Linked DNA regions of Sus scrofa: region 1 is linked to region 2. The links are chromatin contacts, called in public HiChIP or PLAC-seq maps. All regions are on one chromosome and are shown on one strand. Each heading gives the region's core, a stretch centred on a gene start, on an enhancer-like site or on the middle of the called end of the contact. The rest is flanking DNA. Distances are from core to core; before and after follow the strand shown.

Region 1 (5,696 bases), core at 1,445-3,944, 260 kb before region 2:
TACCCATATTTGAATCCTTATTGCTGACTCTTTTATCAGCAATAATATTCTTATATTGTTCAAGCTATCATTAAGGTATTGACTATATAATTAAATAGCTTTCCACATTTTTGTTGTTATAGGCAAGCTGTGAGTTTCTTGATTTAAAAAAAAAAAAAAAAAAAAAGTCCCCTCTGCCCATGGTGGCTAGCCCCTGTTGCCTGGCCTTGGCACTTGATAGACACTCAAGAAATATTTGAGAGAATGAAGGCAGTCCTATTTGACTTGGCTAGAAAGCTGACTCTGTAAGAAGTTGATGAATTGAACTGCTTTATGATCAATCTAAAACATAGAAGGTGATTGCCTCTGAAAATGGGATGCGTCTTTTTTTGTTTCTTGGCATTTTTCCTATTAGGAGTGGAACTTGAGTAGATTAAACAGGACTTGATCTTGAATCCACAAATGACACCAAGCCTGAAATGATGCTGAGGTTGGAAGTGATTTAGTTCACTTGAATTTTAGCTGGGGGATAATGTTTTCCTTCTGGGAAGAGAAATGCTAATGAAAAAATCACCTCCTGACTACAACTCAGAAGTAACAGGAATCTGGCCAGAAATATGATCTTATGAAAACTCTCCAAGCAAAGCATCTTACACTCATGTCTATGCCTTTGGATTGACATTCTGGTGTTTGCATTTCTCTGGTTTCCAGAGATCAGGGTGGAGAGAGGCGCCAGGGTAACAAGCCAAATAGGGCTATTATGGGATGTCATGCTCACTGGGTGTGAGTGCTGTCTTGTAGGACATTTATAGCATTTATTACTCAGCCCAACTTTAATAACACATGGACAAGCCTGGGCAGTGTGTAAAGGATCTGAGAGTTTTTGTTATGAATATCTGTATTATAGAATTAGTGAGTCTCAGCATTGGACTGGATTGGAAAGATGATCTCATCAAAGGGGCCCCTGCTCTCTATGGGAGAAGAACTGCTGTCAATATCCCTGACATTGTAAATTGTCATGGGTATTGGGGGACCTTTGTAAGGATAAGTCGGCAGATGGTAATGGCAACATTTAAGTTTGTATTTGCCAATTTTGCCCATATCCTAACTCTACTTTTTCCCAGAGCTACGGAGAGGTGGGGCAGACAGGAGTGACCAACCAGCCTAAACTTTTTGTTACAAACCAGAGAGGAGAATGTGAATGGAGTTCAATGACGTATGTTGACAAAGATGCCACTATATTCTGGATCAGTGATAATTAAACTTTATGTCCATCAAGTCACCTGGAGATCACGGAAAAGTTCATATTCTGATTCAGAAGTTCTGGGGGGGAGTCTGAGATCCTGCACTATTTGGAAGCTTCCAGGAGATGCCAGTTTTTCTGATAAATGATGATATTTAAAATAGCAAGACTCTAGGATCAACCATGCTCATCCATCTGTTGGAAATTGAGCAGCTCTGAGAAGAAACAGACTTGTAGCTCATAATGATGGAAAAGAATTAGATAATTCAGTTAACTCGTTGCTGATTTTTTTTTAATTAAATTTTTTTGAAGCAAAATAAGTAGAACTTTGGTGTATAAAACAGCTTGAACCTTTGATGATCTGGCTAACTCTGGAACAGAGCCAACTTTCCCTCCCTTGACTCCCCTCAGACTGGTTGGTCATTTCTTAGAACCCCAGGACTCTTGAGTAACAATGTTTAAAAAATACTAACCTTATTTAATGCATTAGGAAATAAGCTAGAACCTGAATCTTGATGCTACTCTCATGTTCTTACCAGTATGCTAAGGCATCGTAACTTATTCGAAACTTTGGTTTGGCAGCTGATTATCACTGCCATGGGCATGGCAGTGTCTGGGCTTGGGTCACTCTCTGACAAAGCTGGTGTTTGCCATATCCTTTGAACCCACAGCTAACAATGTGGACTGGGGGAAGTCACTTAACTTTTCTGGGCTCTAGGTTTCTGATCTATGAAGTGAAGACAGTTATAAAATATTTTGAATATTTTGTTTGTCTGACAAACAACAGTCATTAGAATATGCAGGGCTTAGAAGTTGGACATAAATCTGATCCTTTAAAAAAGGGATTAGAAAGAGAAATTTTTGCATAATGTACAGAGATGGGAGTGCTAAAACACACTGAGAAACAAGGGCAAATATACTTTGGAAAGTAAGGAATGTGGTCACAGATAATTTTACTTTCAAACTAGGCATGTGAGGGATTTTGTTGGCCTTCTGAGAAAATGGAGAAGGCATCATGGAACGAAACAGAATTCTCAGGATTTTGCAGTTCCCAACTCTTTTGGCAACAGGTTAAAAGCATTTGTCAGAGTGGAAGTCAAACTATCACCTGGCTCACTTCGGGGCAAAGGCCAGTATAGAAAATAATTGTACTTTGTATAAAAAGTATCAGCTTCTCATCCTGTTCTTGTTCATCTTACTGGAGAGGAAGACATTTGGGACAGAGTGCGTTGATCTTGGGGCTGGACTGTGAGTAGACGACGACTCTATAGCTAGTATATGCACTTAAGCAACTGCAGCAGGATTAATTTATCTTTTCTTATTTGCAAAGCCTTGATGGAGAATATCCGCTGGTTTTGTCGGAGAAAAGAGACTTCCTGAGACATGATGTAATTTTTCTAAAGGGGAAACACATGTTGAGTCCTGCAGTACAAAACAATACTGAGGTGCTGATAGCGGAGCTGTCAGTCATGTGACAGGATACAGGGGAGTTAGGCAGTGCTACCCAGGAGCCTTTGGAGCACGGGCTGTGGGGGTGGGGAAGGGAAGAAAAGGTCTCTGAAGCTTTTTAAATAGAGAGACTCCATTAAGTTTATAGGAGTCTGGAAGGAATGCTTTTCTGTTTTTAGTTAGAATGACCTTACTCCTTGGACTAAAATATAATCACACATGTGCTGCTTTTTTTTTTTTTTTCTTTTTTCCCCAGAGACCGTAGGCACTTAAAGTGTTTGTGGGAAATTTGAGTAAATCTACATCTTAAAATCCAGGAAAATAAATGATGGTTAAGAATGATACTGTGATATAACAAATTTCTCATAATACGTGGCTAATGTAGCTATCATAAAATAGTGGGCTAAACATTGGTACCAGCACTTGGAAACTAGGTTTTACTTTCCCTGAAGAGTTAAAAATTAAATACATAGCCATAGATGTCAGCGAATGGGAAGTCAGAGTTTCACTAGGAAGCAGCAGACTAAGGGGATGTCTATTTATGTCTTTCTAGACAGTATCGACTAGCTGCATAGCCCTCTATTAAGTGCTATGGTAATTACAAAGGTGAGAATAACTCACTTTCTTTAAATAGTTATATTTTTTTCATCTCATCAACTAGAAGAATAGGACTTTGCTGTTCAGCAGTGCCATCCTCTCAGACCAGCGACATGGACAACACTTGGGAGCTTGTAAAACTAAGGAACTCAGATTCTGCTCCAGGTGATTCATACACACAGTAAAGTTTGACCAACACTGGTGTAAGTGACTTATTAAGGGAACACAGAAAATAAAGAAATGACTTCTGGAAGGATGCTAAAGGAAGACTTCAACTAGAAAAATAAGACCTTGCTACTCAGCAGTGCAATCCTCAGTTATTTTTGTAAGATAAATTAAGTTTTTATAGAAAGGTGTGATGGGACTATTACCATATTCCTTGAGAGGCAGACTGGTGAAGAGGTAAAAGAGAGCCTTCTTTTCACTTTGAAGGTATAGTTCTACTGTCTGCGGACTTGTATTTCTGGTAAGAAGTCTACAGAACTATGTCTTTTTTCCTCCTTTAGGTAGGATGCATTTTTCCTCTAAACTTTGTCTTTATCATTGATTTTTGGTATTTTTCATATGATGTGAATCGATGTTTCTTAAAAGTCAAATTTGGAAAAACTCCAGACAGTAATTCTTTAAATACGTCCCATCATCCTCCTCTCGCTTCTGGGGCTCTATACAAAAACTAGTTGCTTGAAGTTGTTTCATAGGTCACCAAAATTGTGTTCATTTAATTTCCAATTTTTCTCAAACTTTAGTCAAGAGTTTTAATCGCTATATTGTCAGTTTTACTGATTTTGTCTAATATGCTGTAATCCAGTAAAATTTTCACTTTCAGTACTGCAGTTTGCATTTCTGGAAGGTTTCGTTTGTTTTGTTTTTACCTTTCATTCTTCCCCACATTTTGCTTACATTTCTTGTAAATCAAGGATTGGTAAACTGGACCTAATCCACCTGATAATCTTTTTTTGTTTGACCTGTGAGCTGAGAGGTTTTACATTATGAAGGATTTACACTATAAAGGATTATTTTAAAAACTTAAAAATATACGACAAAGACCATATGTGGTGCACAAAACTGAATATATTTGCTATCTGGCCCTTTACAAAAAAAGTTTGCTCGTCTCTGCTTTAAATGCCTGATTTAAGTCATATAATAGCTGTTTTTTTTTTTTTTTTTCTTTTGTCCTTTTAGGGCTGCACCCACGGCATATTGGAGGTTCTCAGGCTAGGGGTCCAATCGAAACTTGAGCCAATGGTCTACACCACAGCCACAGCAGCGCCAGAGCCATGTCTGTGACCTACATCACAGCTCATGGTAATGCCGGATCCTTAACCCACTGAGCAAGGCCAGAGATCTAATCTGCAACCTCATGGTTCCTAGTTGGATTTGTTTTCCACTGTACCATGACGGGAACTTCTTTAATAGCTGTTTTAAGATCCTTATTTGATAATTCTATTACCTCTGTCATTTCTGGGTCTGTTTCTATTGACTAATGTTTTCCTTCTTTGCTGCTGCTTCAAAAGTCTAGTAGTTATTGGATGTTAGGTATCATGAATGTGGAATATTTGTATTTTCTGTCTTAAAAATTGAGGTTTTGGAGGTCTGTTAAATTACTTAATCAGCTTGATACCTTTTCTGACTAGTTTAGTGTTCCACCAGGGTGTGACTTTTCCAATGTCTTCCTCATGCCCTGCGTATTCAGTGAAGTCTCTTCATTCTGGTTGATAGTTACTAGAATGTCTTCTAGGCATGTGTGGGCTCAGCGAATTGCTCACCTCTTAGCTCCCTGAAAGTGAGTCAGTTTTTGTTCTGCCTTGTAGTTTCATTTGAAACTTGCACAGATTAGTATTTAGCCAAAGACTTGAAGGGGCTGTTACGCAGATTTTTGGATCTTTGTTTGCCTAGTTTCTTCCTGTCCATAGTCTGCCACAAGTCCCATATTTCTTGTTGCATCTTATTTCTGATTCTTGAGCTCAGTAAAACCCTGGGGCTATGCTTGGGTTCCAACTCAGTGTGCAACAGCCTGAGCACCACTGTCTCCAGAAAGATGGCACATCCTTGGGCTCCCCTTGCTGTCTCCCTTCTCTCATGGACTGCAGTCCTGTGCTGCCTGTGATTGCTAATCTCTGAAAAATACTTGTTTCATGTATTTTATTTCCTTGTTTACAATGGGACTCTTTCATGGGCCAAGAGTTGTAGGTATTTGAATCAGACCTGTTTTCTGGTTCTGACAGGGCACTTACTAGCATGTACCTTTGGCTGGTCGTTGACTTCTGAGCCTCAGTTTATCATCTGTAGAATAAAGATAATAGGACTTTTTGTGAGGATTATATTGAGACAGTGCATGTCAAATAGGAGCAACATGCCTAGAAAATAGTAATAGGTAGGATCACATGACAGTGTTATCTCCTTTTTGAGGGCCCCAGAGAGATGAAGT
Region 2 (5,268 bases), core at 1,902-4,401:
TTGTAAAGTACCGAGACTGGTGCCTGGCATGTAGTTAGGTTGTATTAATGTGTGAAATAGCATTATTATTATTATTGTTTTCATCAGCAGAAACTGGAGTGTAAGATAGGTTCTGGGCCTCAGGAGTGGGAGGCAGAAGACAGGGTAGAGAAACCTGAGCTCTGACTGATGATGCTGAGCCGGAGCTCCTAATATCTTTTCTGCTTGAGGTGCTAATTCATCTCGGTGACCAGTTGAGCTGAGCCTGAAGCAGCGGGAACATGGGGGAGCAGAGGCTGAGACCCAACTTTCAGAACTGTTTCCTCTAATCAAACTCACTTCTTGTCCTTGCCTTCCCTTCTGACAACACCATCAGACAGACCTCCATGGAGAGTGGCCATGTTGCCTGTTGGCTCTGCTTTAGGCTGCAGTTCTGCTGATCTTTAGATAACATAGGTGATGAAGTTATTTAATAAAAGGATTTGAGGTTGGTCATTTCCCTTTAGGGTTGTGGCAGTGCTAACATAGGTATTTTCTTTTCTTTTTTTTTTTTGTCTTTTTGCTATTTCTTGGGCCGCTCCCGCGGCATATGGAGGTTCCCAGGCTAGGGGTCGAATCAGAGCTGTAGCCACCGGCCTACGCCAGAGCCACAGCAACGCGGGATCCGAGCCGTGTCTGCAACCTACACCACAGCTCACGGCAACGCCGGATCGTTAACCCACTGAGCAAGGGCAGGGATCAAACCCGCAACCTCATGGTTCCTAGTCGGATTCGTTAACCACTGTGCCACGACGGGAACTCCTAACATAGGTATTTTCACTACTAACATCACCTCCTTAATCTCCATTGTTGGAGAATCTCAAAGATTAATCCACTGAAAACATTTCCACTAGATCTGTGGTGGCAGTGTATTTTTCACAGTCCCCTGAGATATGGTGATAACTGTTTTACACAGTGACCATATTTATTTAATTATTGAATTCATCAGACATTCACGGAGTGCCTACTCTGTTGACAATGGCACTAGATCCTCAAGACACAAAGAGGAATGCAGCATGGTTCCTAACTCTAAGGACCCATGGAGTAGTGTACAGAGACAAGGTGACAAACACTGCAGTTCATTGGAAGTGCTGATAATGGATAATGAAGGGCTGTCGGGCTCCAAGGGTGATCAACCCTCCCTCGGTGGTAGAGAGTCATGGTCAAGAAGAGCTTCACGGGGTGATAAAAAGAATGACATGGTCTTAGAAGATAAGAGGTTTATCTGGGCAGAGAAAGAAAAGAGAATATTCCCAGCAGAGAGGCAGCTTGGGCAAAGGGAGGCATTTGGAACATGTATATTAGGATGTTGGTATGAAAGTAGGAATGTGGTGAAAATAGGATTTGGCATGTAAAAAGATGCAGTATTACCAATGACCTTGCTTGAAAAACTTGGAAGAATTGACTTTATTAGAAATCATTAGCAGACTTTAAACGAGAAGGTAATATGATGAGGTTTGCCTTTGAGAATGTTCTTTCTGATGACGGTTTGGAGGATTCAGTGAGCAAGAGCAGAAAAACTACATAAGACGACCAGCAATGCAGTTGAGAGACTATGTTAATGCCCATGTTAGAGGATGAGGACCTGGAGCTAAAGCAGAGCAGTGGGGGAAGAACGGGGGACTCAGATTAAAAAAATCATTCAGAGGTCATGTCAGAAGGCCTTGGTGGCCAACTGGATGTCTGGGACTGAAGGAGAGGTACTTTAATGCCAGATATGTTTATGATTGGTTATCACAGTCCATGATGCGTCTTCCTCCACATTCTTAGTGATGATCCAGAGCATACTCTGTTCCAGAAAAAAATGGCTTGTGATCAACTTCCTGGAGTGAGGAAAAAAAAAAAAAAAAACACATTTCAAGGAAGTATTGGATTTTATTGGGGTCCTTTCCTTCTCCATTTAAGTGCCCGAGGAACCCAAGGTGGTCTCCTAACTGAAACTTTACAGACAGAGCTAATGGAGAAACCAGAGAGTCACAGTCTTAATCTCGAGGTCGGTGCTTCCCAGATCTCATGTGCACACAATCACCTGGGGATCTCGCTAAAGTGCAGATTCTCATTCACAGGCAAAGGGGTGGCATTTGGGATTCCACCAGTTTAACAAAGCTCCCAGGTGGTGCTGACACACTTGACCTCAGTTTGAGCAGCATGTCTCCAGATTATTTCACAAGGAGGGAAACAATTGTTAGGGCAGCAACGTGGCCACAACCAGCTTGCACAAATAAAACCGTGCATGTTCCAGATTATGCTGCTGGTGTTTTGAGTTTTTAGATCTTGTCTTGATGAGGCCTCTTGGGAATGGGGTCTGTCCCAGGAAGAGACTTATTTAGAGTCTGAGCCAATAGGTTATCCTGGTATTTTACAAAGAGCCACCAAGGAGCTCCCCACTGCCACCGTGCTGACACTGGCATGTTCCCTGAATAACGAAGTCCTGACTCAAACTGGAAAATAACTCCAAGCCAGTGGCCTGCAAACCATCCCACCTAACCAGTGTGGGATAGTATAAATTTTGTTAAACTTGCCAGAGAGTTGAGGAATATTTTTGGTTAAGAGTTATAATAGGCTCTTTGTAGCAATTGCAATATTTATGTACCTGTCACTAGAGACAAACAAGACTGGAAATTTGTAAACTGGCTCCTTCTTACCTTGTGAGTCAGTACTCATCCACGTTTAACCTCTGCTCACTAACGATGTAGTGCTTAAGTTACCATTTGTTTATATATGTCAGATCTTTAATTACAAGAGCATAAGTAGCAACCTGGTCCATTAGCGACCAGGACCAGATGCCAGGGTTGGCATGGCCTGGTGGGAGACTGGCACTGACAAATGGCCTTTGGTGGCTCAGCCCCAAACTGGCCTGCTCTGCTTGCCTGAAATAGAGGAGACACTTTGCTGTAGGGAGACTGCAGTCAGCCCTGAAATTGAGAGGCATCTGGTATGAGAAAAAGGGCTGTCTTGGGAATCAGGAAACTAGTTCCCACTCAGCGATAACCTGTTATATGTTTTTGGATAGATGATTTGTCTTTTGTGGTCTTCATTCTCTTTTTGAGAAAAGAGGTAGGCAAGGTCAGCAGTCCTCAAACTTTCCTCTGAGAGCCCTACAGCCCTCACGGAGGAGCTGAGAGGATCCTACCCAAGTCCTTTCTGACTCTGGGTCATGTGAGTTTTTAGGTCCCCAACATGTCCGTGCCCTTGGTCCCTGGTGTCATGGTAGCCTTTTTCTAGTCTGCAGAAGTGTTCCCATTCGCAAGGCCATTGATTGGGCTTTCTACAAGAGTCTTTTCAATACCCAGCACTGATAAAATGCTAGAGGATAAGAAGGCTTAGGGAAAAAAGAAAATAGCTCTAATTCTGCAGTTGTGAATCCCACAGTTGGGAAATACAAGAAGGCAAATGAGCGACACACACGTGATAACATCTGTTGTAGCTCCAGGGTACACCTCATCTTAAGAAGGTGGATTGACTTGTGAAAAATCAGCTAGAGAATTCATTTTTGTAAACCAAACCAGAATTCACCTGCTTTTTGAAAAATGCATTTATTTGGCCTCCTGGACCATCTGCTGGAGTTACATCATTTGCAAACACTAGACTTGTCTTTGTCTCAAAATATTTCTTCTAAGCAGCCTAAACTCACTTCAATGAGGTTGGCCTGTCTCCATTGTGTGTTTACATGCATTTAAGTTCTTTGTGTGGACTGCACTGCAAAGATGGTTACCTGGCTATTATTTCTCTAACCCTAATTTCCCTAGGGTGGTTGTCCTCCAGCAGGATGCACAGATGTATAAGTGCTGAAGGTGTCTGGGAGCAGAGTTGAGAGTGGCTTTGTAACATAGAACCTGTAAGTACAATGGTGCATTTCACAAAGGATTTCCCCTGTAATACTGACAATAGCACCTTAAAGACAGCAGGCAGACTTGTTGAAAGTCTGAAAGGCCATTCATTTGTTTATTTGTTCCAAGGAGTTGACCCCCTTCGCAGAGCTTTGTATGAATTATTGTTTTCTTCCCTGGCAAATTGAAATAAAGCTACACTTTTCCTAATAACGAAACTCATTCTCAAATCACTTAGCCAGCTGGGGCTTCATGTTTACCTGGCTTTGTAACTCAATCTTCTTTTGGCAGAAGCCACACACTGTCGTTCTACTGTTGTGTTTCCTTGACAGGATTCTCCTCTTTGGCTTTTCCCCTTCAGCATAGAAAAATCATTCAACACACAGGCTGCTGATGGGGGGGGGGCATTTTGGGTGTAAATAGGGGTAAGTCATTGCTAGTTAATAGAAGTTTGATTCTCAGTCTAGGGTATTTTTGTCACAATGAGTATGTTTTTAGCTTGTTTGGTTTTGTTTGGTTTCGTTTTTGGGTTTTTTGTTTGTTTGTTTGTTTGTTTGTTTTTTAGGGCTGCACCTGTGGCATATGGAAGTTCCCTGGTGAGGGGTTGAATTGGAGCTAAAGCTACCAGCCTATGCTGTGGCCACAGCAACTCAGGGTCCGAGCTGCCTCTGCAGCCTGCACCACAGCTCATGGCAATGCCAGATCCTTAACCCACTGAGCAAGGCCAGGGATCAAACCTGCATCCTCATGGATGCTAGTCAGGCTCATTATTACTAAACCACAATAGGAATTTTCAGAGTATGATTCTTTATTGGATTATGTTAGAATAGGCAAGTTCATGTGCACGAACTTGGAATTTATTTGGAGTTTTTTCACATGGCAAACAAACATTAGAGGATTGATAAATTGGACTCAGCTTCCTATGGGCTTGAGAGAAGCCTTAGAAAACAGTTTCATGTACCTAGGCATTTTAAAGCTGAGTACATGAGAAAGGTGAATAATAACCTATAAAAATTATGGGATTATAGTTCTAGGGAATCTATTTTTGAACTCAAAAGCTAAATGGGTCCACTTCACTTAGCCAAGAAAAATTCAGTAAGATAGCATAAGACACCAGTGAAGACACACTGGGAGAAGGGAGCAGACGAATGGGTTCTTTATCTCCTTGCTTGACCTTGACCTTCTTTGGAATTAGCATGTCCACTCGTAGTGTAAGGACGGGAGTGTCTGTCTCTCACTTTTCAGTGACCTTTGGAGGTTTGTGGACATGATGAGACCATTACAGTGTTAAGTGTCATAGACGTACAGTGAGTCATTATGATACGGCTATGGCAGACGCATAGGCATTGAAGCCACACTGACCCATTGTTCAAATAGGAACTCTCCCACTTATTATGATACCTTGAGAAAGGTATTCAAC

Evidence for each region. HiChIP or PLAC-seq counts read pairs in DNA pulled down with a chosen protein or histone mark.
Region 1: an H3K27ac HiChIP or PLAC-seq map of skeletal muscle shows a contact between it and region 2, with 3 times the contacts expected there. The contact joins two enhancer-like sites. A contact is called at or near these places in 2 of 47 Hi-C or Micro-C datasets (embryonic fibroblasts and epiblast stem cells) and 1 of 2 datasets of contacts at active chromatin or transcription factors (skeletal muscle).

Annotation. Positions count from the first base shown.
Region 1 is chr9:49,491,714-49,497,409 of Sscrofa11.1, reverse strand. All of the region lies in intron 1 of LOC102164776, which reads left to right. Among named protein-coding and RNA genes, the nearest start is that of UBASH3B, 140 kb to the left of the region's middle. Within about 2 kb of position 2,694, at least 8 of the 83 cell types and tissues checked have an H3K27ac peak or open chromatin away from gene starts, as enhancers often do. A contact at or near this core is called in skeletal muscle, where this site is marked.
Region 2 is chr9:49,235,659-49,240,926 of Sscrofa11.1, reverse strand. All of the region lies in intron 2 of LOC102164776, which reads left to right. Among named protein-coding and RNA genes, the nearest start is that of MIR100, 80 kb to the right of the region's middle. Within about 2 kb of position 3,151, at least 1 of the 83 cell types and tissues checked has an H3K27ac peak or open chromatin away from gene starts, as enhancers often do. A contact at or near this core is called in skeletal muscle, where this site is marked.